Regions from separate parts of the Sus scrofa genome. Here region 1 is linked to region 2. The links are chromatin contacts, called in public Hi-C maps. All regions are on one chromosome and are shown on one strand. Each heading gives the region's core, a stretch centred on a gene start, on an enhancer-like site or on the middle of the called end of the contact. The rest is flanking DNA. Distances are from core to core; before and after follow the strand shown.

What was found. Hi-C and Micro-C count contacts between places; a contact is called where the count stands out from the background.
Region 1: a contact with region 2 is called in a Hi-C map of skeletal muscle, with 11 times the contacts expected there. The contact joins the promoter of TAOK2 here to the promoter of PAGR1 in region 2. A contact is called at or near these places in 3 of 5 promoter capture datasets (fetal liver, fetal skeletal muscle and liver), 3 of 47 Hi-C or Micro-C datasets (heart right ventricle, liver and skeletal muscle) and 2 of 2 datasets of contacts at active chromatin or transcription factors (alveolar macrophages and skeletal muscle).

The regions. Positions count from the first base shown.
Region 1 is chr3:18,175,377-18,179,763 of Sscrofa11.1, reverse strand. TAOK2 (serine/threonine-protein kinase TAO2) reads right to left here and starts at 1,417. Exons shown (of 18, transcript XR_002342897.1): 1 at 451-1,417. TMEM219 (insulin-like growth factor-binding protein 3 receptor) reads right to left here. Exons shown (of 7, transcript XM_021088010.1): 6 at 3,201-3,370; 7 at 1,930-2,027. The coding sequence ends at 3,233.
Region 2 is chr3:18,050,915-18,055,365 of Sscrofa11.1, reverse strand. It overlaps PAGR1 (PAXIP1-associated glutamate-rich protein 1), which reads right to left and starts at 2,687. Exons shown (of 3, transcript XM_013987719.2): 1 at 1,730-2,687; 2 at 1,485-1,567. The coding sequence starts at 2,211. It overlaps PRRT2 (proline-rich transmembrane protein 2), which reads right to left. Exons shown (of 4, transcript XM_021086428.1): 3 at 4,340-4,451; 4 at 2,885-4,159. The coding sequence ends at 4,149.

The DNA.
Region 1 (4,387 bases), core at 168-2,667, 130 kb before region 2:
TTGAAAGGACAAGAAACCCAACCAGACCATGCCTGAAAAACAGATAAACAGACCCACCACAGGGATCAGAGGCATGGGAATCAACAACCCAGAGCAGTAAGGAAAGAGGGTTACAATCATGGAGAAGGGGTAGCAGTGAGGGGCAAAGTGAACAGAGAGACCAGAAGGGCACAAACCCATCCGATTAGCTCAAGCACCCTAGGGTATGACCCCCGGTGACATCGGAGACCCTGTCACCTGAGGTCCCCCAGCAACCAGGCAATAATGAAGGGAAGAGGAAGGGAAAGAGGGTGGCAGCAAAAGGCAAGGCTAGTCAGAGGCTGACCACTGGCCCCGTTGGGCTTCCCCATCCTGAGGACAGGGCCTACCCAGGGCCAGCTTCCCAGAAAGAAGCACCCTTTCTTCTCAAGCTAGACACAGGGACCCGCGCCCCTGCACCCCGTGTCTCACCTGGTAGGGGTCACTATGGTGCCCCAGCGCCTCCGCCTCCTCCTGGGGTCCTCCAGCGGCTCTGCCAAGCAGGGAGAGGGGCAAGGAGACCTTTCCCCTTGCCACCTCTTCCTCGGCTTTCGCCCTTCCTGAGGGGCGGGCCCGGGAAGCCTCCCGTGGAGGGGAGGGGGTGACAACCTGATCTGACCTCGCGGTCCAGTCCTCCTCCTCCTCGAGGGCGACAGTTGCTGAATCCCGGATTTCTGATTGTGGGGTCTGAGCCCCAGATATTTGAACGGGGGGAGGCTGAATCTGATATCTGAACTAGTGGGGAATGAACCCCGGATACTGGTACACGCAGGATCCTGAACACCAGATATTTGAAATTCTATGAAACAGAGCCCCAGGTTTAGAGAGGTTGGGACCCGAGTCCCGGATATCTGAAATCTGAGGGGCTGATACCCGGATATTTGAGAAGCGTGGGGTCAAGCCCGGAAATTCGAGACCGAAGGGACTGAGCCCCAGGTCTTCGGCCACCGACAGGGGGCCTACCCCGAGGACGGTCGACCGCACGGCCCCTCTCACGCCGGGGTCCGAGGGTGACAGCCTCCACTCCCGCCCCGGCCTCCTCCCTTTCCCCTTCTCTCTCCCGAGGATAGCGGAAAGATTGTAGCTAAGGGCGGTCCCCGTGCCCTCTCTCCCTCTCCTCTTCTCAGTCTCAGCTTCTCTCCGCACCACAGCCCCGGTCTCGTCCCGGTCTCCCTCTCCCTCTTCCTCCCAATTCCAAGATGGAGACCGGGCGGGAGCGCGCAGGCGCGGTAGAGACGCCGGGCCAAGGGGGCGGGGCTCAGAAGGGAATAGTCCCGCCCCCTCCCCTTACCGCTGCGGCCGGGGAGCTGGGCAGTAACCCAGCCAGAGTGCGCGCGCGCCCCGCCACGCGGACCCCGGGTGGGAGGAGGCCGGGAGAAGGGCCAGTCTTGGAGGGGGAGGAGCCCAGCGCGCTGTCCGACAACTGGTGGTGGAAAGGGCTGCGGCGCATGCGCCCGCCCCGCCTTAGCGCTGAGCCCGAGCTTGTTGCTAGGGGAAGCTTTGAGGGGGCGCGGGTGGCAGGAAATAAGAAGCTGCGATCTGCGCCTGCGTGCAGGGTAGAGGTTGGGAGGGGTAAGGGAAGACTGCTGCTGGGCGCGGAAAAGGCGGGAAAACGGACTGTCCTGCTTAGTAACTATCCAGCCGGGACGTGGGCTACCAAGTTCGAGGAATCTTTGCTGGTAAAATTCTGTCATATTTCTTCATTGCAGCATGACGTGCACAAGGTCACACTGCACTTATGTCAAAGCATTTCCATGACCATACCCGAGAGCTGCAGTAACCTATGCCCTATACCGACCTGTATCCCAAACTAGAGAGTCAACAAGGAAAAATCCGCCAAAACCTCGCAAGCCCCTCTACCCTAAAACTCCCACCTTAATCCAATTCCCAATGAACACCCTGGGAAACGCTGGGCAAAAAAAAAAGCCTTTTATTTCCTCCCACATTCCAGCTCTCCACTTTTTGTAACATCTCTTCCAACTCCGAACGAAGACCCAAGAAGTTCACACCTGAAGAGAACAAAATAAAAAAACAGGGCAGGTCAGAGGACCCGTGGAGGAAGCTCTGGGATGGCTGTAGAAATTGAGGAAGGAGCAGAGGAAGTGACAACTAGAGATAGGTACAGGCACTTATGCCAACTGAGATGGCCTCAGGACCCCAGGATCTGCCAGGAGTCAGAAACTCTTCCTTTCCAGTCTGCTCAGATCTAAGAAAGGCTGAGAGGGATCCGCCTTTCTCCATCCCAGGTAGGTGGTCGCGGAATTCCTGTGGCACAGCAAGTTAAGGATCCCACTTTGTCACTGCAGCGGTGTGGGCCACTGATGTGGCATGGGTTTGATACCTGGGCCTGGGAACTTCCACAGGCCACAGGCAGAGCCCCCCCCCCCCAAAAAAAAAGGAAAAGGAAAAAGAAGAAAACTAGGTAAGTCTTGAGGGTCTAAATCCTTTCGTCAGAGCCATTCCCTGGGCCTGTGCTGTTTCTTCTTCTCTCGCAGTTATTTCCTAAGGCACAGCAGCCAGCAAGCTGAGAACAGTTTAGGAGCTGGGTGTACAATATATGACTCATTTTCAAATTATATGAGACTCACCTGAAAGGGTGAGATTTTTTTACAGGATATATATATATATATTTTAACCATAATGAGCTGACCCACTAACTAGTCCAATATGTCCCACACTCCCACTTTGGAAGATGTGTTCCCTCCAAAGACCCTGCTAGCAGAATCAACTTTATCTAAATGGAATGATGGCTAATGGAAAAAGAGAAGATGCATGTGAAGTCCTTGGGCACGTAGTATGTGCCCAGTAAATGGAATCATCAATCAATTCCTTTGAGCAGTTCAAAATGAATTTTACAAAATTTGCATCATAAAACAGGGTATCAGAATTTTAGGACAAATGCAAAACAAACATTAATTCATATCCAGAACATATCAAATTTGAACCCTCTTCATTCACCACTGATGCCAAAAAGCCTGGATGAGAACTACACCTATGGATGAATCTTAAAATCAGAATGTTTAACCAAAAGAAGTCAGTCACAAAAGAATATGAGTCCACCCATATAAGGCACAGAAATAAGTAAAGCCAAACCATATTGTTTAGGAATGGCTCTTTCTCAGTTAGAATTGCCACCCCCGCCCCATACCCTGTTCCCACAGGACTGAGGCAAAGAACCTTACCTGAGAACGAGACAGGAACTAGGCCAGTGCCCTCAGAGCCGGGTTCTAGACCAGTGGGACTCCCGGCGCGGGGGGAAGCACAGAGCAGTGAGACAGCAGAGAGGGCCACAGAAGAGAAGCAGGAACGAGCCCAAAACCAGCAGCCTGGAGCCACACAGAGCCAGCTCCTCCTAGGGGTGAGGACAGGGAGGGGAGGAGGAATGATGGAGAGGCACTGTAGAGAAACTTCCCTTGGAAAGACATCTTAGATACCCTAACCTAAGGGCTATAGAGAGAAGCCTCCATGGGGGAGAGGAGCAACTAAAAGGAAAATGTTATTTTTATACAGGCTAACATTTGTCTTTTTTTTTTTTTTTTTTTTGTCTTTTTTGTTGTTGTTGTTGCTATTTCTTGGGCCGCTCCCGCGGCATATGGAGGTTCCCAGGCTAGGGGTCTAATCGGAGCTGTTGACACCGGCCTACACCAGAGCCACAGCAACGCGGGATCCGAGCCGAGTCTGCAACCTACACCACAGCTCACGGCAACGCCGGATCGTTAACCCACTGAGCAAGGGCAGGGACCGAACCCGCAACCTCATGGTTCCTAGTCGGATTCGTTAACCACTGCGCCACGACAGGAACTCCACATTTGTCTCAATGGTTTACAGACTGCTTTATTGCCCAAGCATCAAACTGAACATTCATAATGACATCAGGAGATAGGAACGTGCACTTTTTTTTTTTTTTTGGTCTTTTGTCTTTTTAGGGCCACCCCTGCGGCATATGGAGGTCCTCAGGCTAAGGGGTCGAATCGCAGCTACAGCTACGCCACAGCCACAGCCACGCCAGATCCAGGTCCAGCATGCGACCTACACCACAGCCCGCGGCAATTCTGGATCCTTAACCCACTGAACAAGGCCAGGGATCGAACCTCTGCCCTCAGGGTTCCTAGTCAGGTTTGTTAACCACTAAGCCGCAATGGGAACTCCAGGGACGTTCACTATTGTCTGCATTTTAAGATGTTCAAGCAGAGCCGGTCTGGAAACCAAGAACTCTGATTCCAAGCTCCCAGGTCATGCTCTTCAGCAGGATCTTCGCCGATGTAAGGGAAGGGTATGCAGCTCCCTCCTAACCAGTCTCTCTCCTCCACTTAGCCAGTCTGCTCCACCAGTGGCTCCAGCGGCTCCCATGGCCTGAAGCATCAAGTCT
Region 2 (4,451 bases), core at 1,438-3,937:
CAGCAACAAATCCTACTAGGAACCATGAGGTTGCAGGTTCGATCCCTGGCCTTGCTCAGTGGGTTAAGGATCCAGTGTTGCCGTGAGCTGTGGTGTAGGTCGCAGATGTGGCCGGATCACGTGTTGCTGTGGTGTAGGCCAGGGGCTGCAGCTCCAATTGGACCGCTAGCCTGGAAACCTCCATTTGCCACACTTGAGGCCCTAAAAATAAAATAATAATAATTTAAAAAAATTTAAAACAGATTTGAGCTGACTTATGTTTTGAAAGAGAGACGGCTTGGATCAGGGTGTCACATTAAAGACAGAGACTAGTAGCTGAATTTGGAAATGTGGAGGCAGACCTAACAAGACTTGCTGCTGGTTTGAATGTTGACATAAAAGAAAGAGAAATCGGGAGTTCCCGTCGTGGCGCAGTGGTTAACAAATCCGACTAGGAACCATGAGGTTGCGGGTTCAATCCCTGCCCTTGCTCAGCGGGTTAACGATCCGGCGTTGCCGTGAGCTGTGGTGTAGGTTGCAGGCGCGGCTCGGATCCCGCGTTGCTGTGGCTCTGGCATAGGCTGGCGGCTACAGCTCCCATTAGACCCCTAGCCTGGGACCCTCCATATGCCGCGGGAGCGGCCCAAGAAATAACAACAATAACAACAACAACAACAACAAAAAAAGACAAAAGACAAAAAAAAAAAAAAAAAAAGAAAGAAAGAGAAATCAAGAATGGCTCTGAGAGGAGTTCCCGTCTTGGCTCAGAGGTTAACGAACCTGACTAGTATCCATGAGGATTCGGGTTCGATCCCTGGCCCCACTCAGTGGGCTAAGGATCCGGTGTTGCCATGAGCCGTGGTGTAGGTCCCAGATGTGGCTTAGATCTCATGTTGCTGTGGCTGTGGTGTAGGCCAGCAGCTATAGCTCTGATTTGACCCCTAGCCTGGGAACCTCCATATGCCGCAGATGCAGCCCTAAACACACACACACACAAGAGAGAGAGAGAGAATGGCTCTGACGGTAAACTCTAGGCATGGGAAGCTAGGTCAGATTAGGAGGTGTACGCAGTAGCATAGGGATGTGGAGCTAGATAATGACCAAGAAGACTCGGACTTCTGGGATGGGGGTGGGGGGGAAATGAGACCAAAGGAATGGGAAATATGATAGAATTACCTGTGATAATCTTTTAAAAGAAAATTGGGTACCACCTAGACTGGAAGGATGGCAACCACTGAGTGCACGCTCTCCCCTGAAGCTGTGATTTGTGTAGCTACCAAGGAACCAAGCAGAGACCTTTTTTTTTTTTTTTTTTTTGACCACACCCATGGAATGTGGAAGTTCCCAGGCCAAGGTTCGAACCTGTGCCAAAGCAGTGACAATGCTGGGTCCTTTGCCACTAAGCCATCAGAGAACGCCTCAAAGACCTCTTTCAGGGAGTCCCTTTCGGAGTAAGTGGGAACAGAGGCCCCCCCGCGCCCCCCATTCTCCACTCTTGTCTGTACCTGGGGTGCGCCTCCGGTCAATCAGGGAGTCCTTTGGTGTCATTGGCTCATCATCAAAATCAAATTCTGTGGGCATGTGCGGCCTGGGACAGGTGGAGAGAGAGAGGAGGGTGAGGGAGATCCTTCCAAACCTCCACTGGTGCTTCTCCCGGGCCTTCGGGCTCTTCCCCTCCCTCTAACTTCCCATGCTCCTGGGTCCCACCTCCCTCCCTATTTCCTCCTGGCATCAAGGAAGCAATCCTCACTTTTCCTCTTCCTCCTCTTTGGCCTCGGGTTCCTCATCAGATCTTTCCTCTTCACTCTGGGCCTCAGGCGTAGGTGGTCGGCGGGGCAGGATCTCTGCCTGAAGCTCCAGGGTACCGTGGGCAGCCAGCAGTTCATAGAGCCGTTGGATTTCGGAGGGAGGTGGCATCCAGGGCTGCCCATCCTCAGGCAGCTCCACCTCTTCATCGCTGCAGGGCACGCACCAGTCCTCGGAGTCTCCCTGGGCGGGCTCTTCCCCCTCAGTGCTGGGGGCTTCTCCCTGCACTTCCTCGGCCCTGGACCCCTCATGTTCGGCCTCCTCCCGGCCTCCTTCCCCCTCTTCCTCGGCTTTATCGGCCGAAGCAGAGGGGCCTCCGGTGTCCTCCACGGCCAGAGCCTGGAGGCCGGAGGTCACTTCCCCTTCTTCAGACAGAGGCGCCGCCGCGGTGGCTGCCGTGTCTCCATGACCCCGGACAAGGGACATAAGCCACTAGGGAAGGGGCCCAGCGATGCCAGGAGATGCAGGAGTACCAAGCCGGGGATTCCCCCCGCGCCCCCTCCCTCCCTCCACTCCCTCCCAAAAAAAGGGATCACCCCGGGGTTCGGGGACTGTTTCGCTAACCAATCAGGCTCCAACAGCGGTCTCGCGACCAGACCACCGGTTCCCAGGAGGGGGCGCTCAGTCCCCTCCAAGGACCCCGCCCCCCACAGATCGAGATCCGGTACTCCGAGGTTTCCAGCGAGCGGCAGAAACCACTTTCCGGGCCGGAGACGGGCGGACCCGCTCTTCTCGCCTCCGCACTACGCCGCTCTACACCTGGATGCGGCGTCCTCTCCCCACACCTCGAAGGTCCCCCACCTCAGCGGCCGTACGCACCTGGAGCTAAGACCCGCCTCCCGGGCCGCGCAGGGTCAAAGTACGCAGGCGCACAGATACGGCGCGGGAGGCTCCGCTTTAGTCAAAGCTACTTGGGAGAGGAAAGCAAGGGGAGGCTTGCACATGCGCAGGTAGGCGCTCGGGAACGATAGGCTTCGGCCCACAGTAAAGATGGCCACGGGGGTGGCGCATGCGCAAATCACCTAGTAGGTTGTGCCCCAAAGGAGGCTGTACCTCCGGCCCCGCGGCGCAGGCACGTAAGGACCAACTGAGGCTGGAGGCGAGTATCATGCAGTCTCCGTTTATTGGTGTTTCAGACTCATGCAGCATCCGGCATACAAAAAGGGAGAATCAGTTTGATGTATCCTTTTTTTTTTTTTTTTTAAAGACTTTTAGGTTTTTTCCCTACGCTTTTTTTTATATTAAAAAAAACACAAAAAAACCAAAACCAAACCAACTCCGAACCGCGTTGTGGCTCAGACCCTGCCTCCCCAGTGAACTGTCGCGTGCAACAAACCTCTCTCGTCCTCTTAGAAAATAATCGCAGCTCTCTCCGCCCCTTCTTTGCTCCCTGCAGCTGGGAGCTTTGGTCCAATTTTTTCTGTTCTTACAGTTACAAAGCACGTGAATGACTCCAGCCGCGACGCCTTTAACAAACCGACTGGGTTAAAAAGCCCAGGCGGGGCAGGTCAGCTCGGGCCGACCGGGGAGGGTTCGAGAGCCTCGCCCCTCCCTTCTACCAGGTGCTTGTTCGGAACAGTACCCGCCACCCCTGCACAAATCTACAAACGAGGCCCGGCTTGCCAGCTCTGCGACCCCGAGGCACCCCGGGGGTGTCTGGGCCTGGGTAGTCCCTGCAGAGAACAGTCGCGAGCCCGGGCTAGGGAGCCCTCTCCAGACACCGCTCCCCTCCCCCAGCCTGATCTAAGTGCTGGAGTTTTTGCAGAATAAACGGTGGAGGAGGGTGGAGGAGAGGATGCAGAGGGGAGATGAGGAGGCAGGAAGAGGAAGGGGGTGGAGGGTGTGGAGAGGGAAGAGGAGATGAATGAGGAAGGGAAGGAAGAGAGGAGGGGGGGGAGGGGGGGATGCTGAGACAATAAAAAGTTGGGAAATGGAGATCCGGGATGAGGTGCAGGGGACTCGGGAGGGTGTAGTGCAGGAAGGCCGCAAGAGATGCAGGAAGGCTGAGAGCAAAGAGAGTCTGGGAGATGGTCAGGGAGGTTTCCAGAAGTGCAAGGAGGTTTCCAGAAGTGCAGGGAGGTTTCCAGAAGTGCAGGGGTAGGGAAGCCAAGAGGCTGAAGGGGAGGCAGGCAAAAGTGCAGGGAGGTTGGACACAGAGCAGGGAACAGGGAGGCCTACGGTTGGCAGAGGAGCCTGGCAGGATGCAGGAGCAGGAAAGAAGCTGTAAACAAGGCTGCTCAGGCTCCATTGGTCCCTATGGGTGCGGGCCTGGGCCATGGATTGGGCTCCCCCCCAAAGGGGAGGATGGGCCCAAGGCAGCTCCCAACAGGAAAAAAAAGTCTTGGAATGCAGGGCAGAGCCCCTCACTTATACACTGTGGGAGAGGAGAGGGAGGGACAGACAGAGACGGGCGGGGCGGGGAGGGGAGGGGGAGACAAGGAGAGACAAATAAGTCGGGAAGACAGACAGACAGGAGAGAGCAGGGGCAGGGGTTAGTAAAGCTGCCCTTGCCAACCCTTCCATTCCTCCCGGCCTGTCCCAGACCCCCACTCACCGCCCAAGTTGATGACGCAGGAGGCGATGATGATAAGGACCCCCCCTACCAGCGCCACGATGCTTAAGAGCTTGGCCACGCGACCCAGACGCTGGGCACCATCCACGTCCCC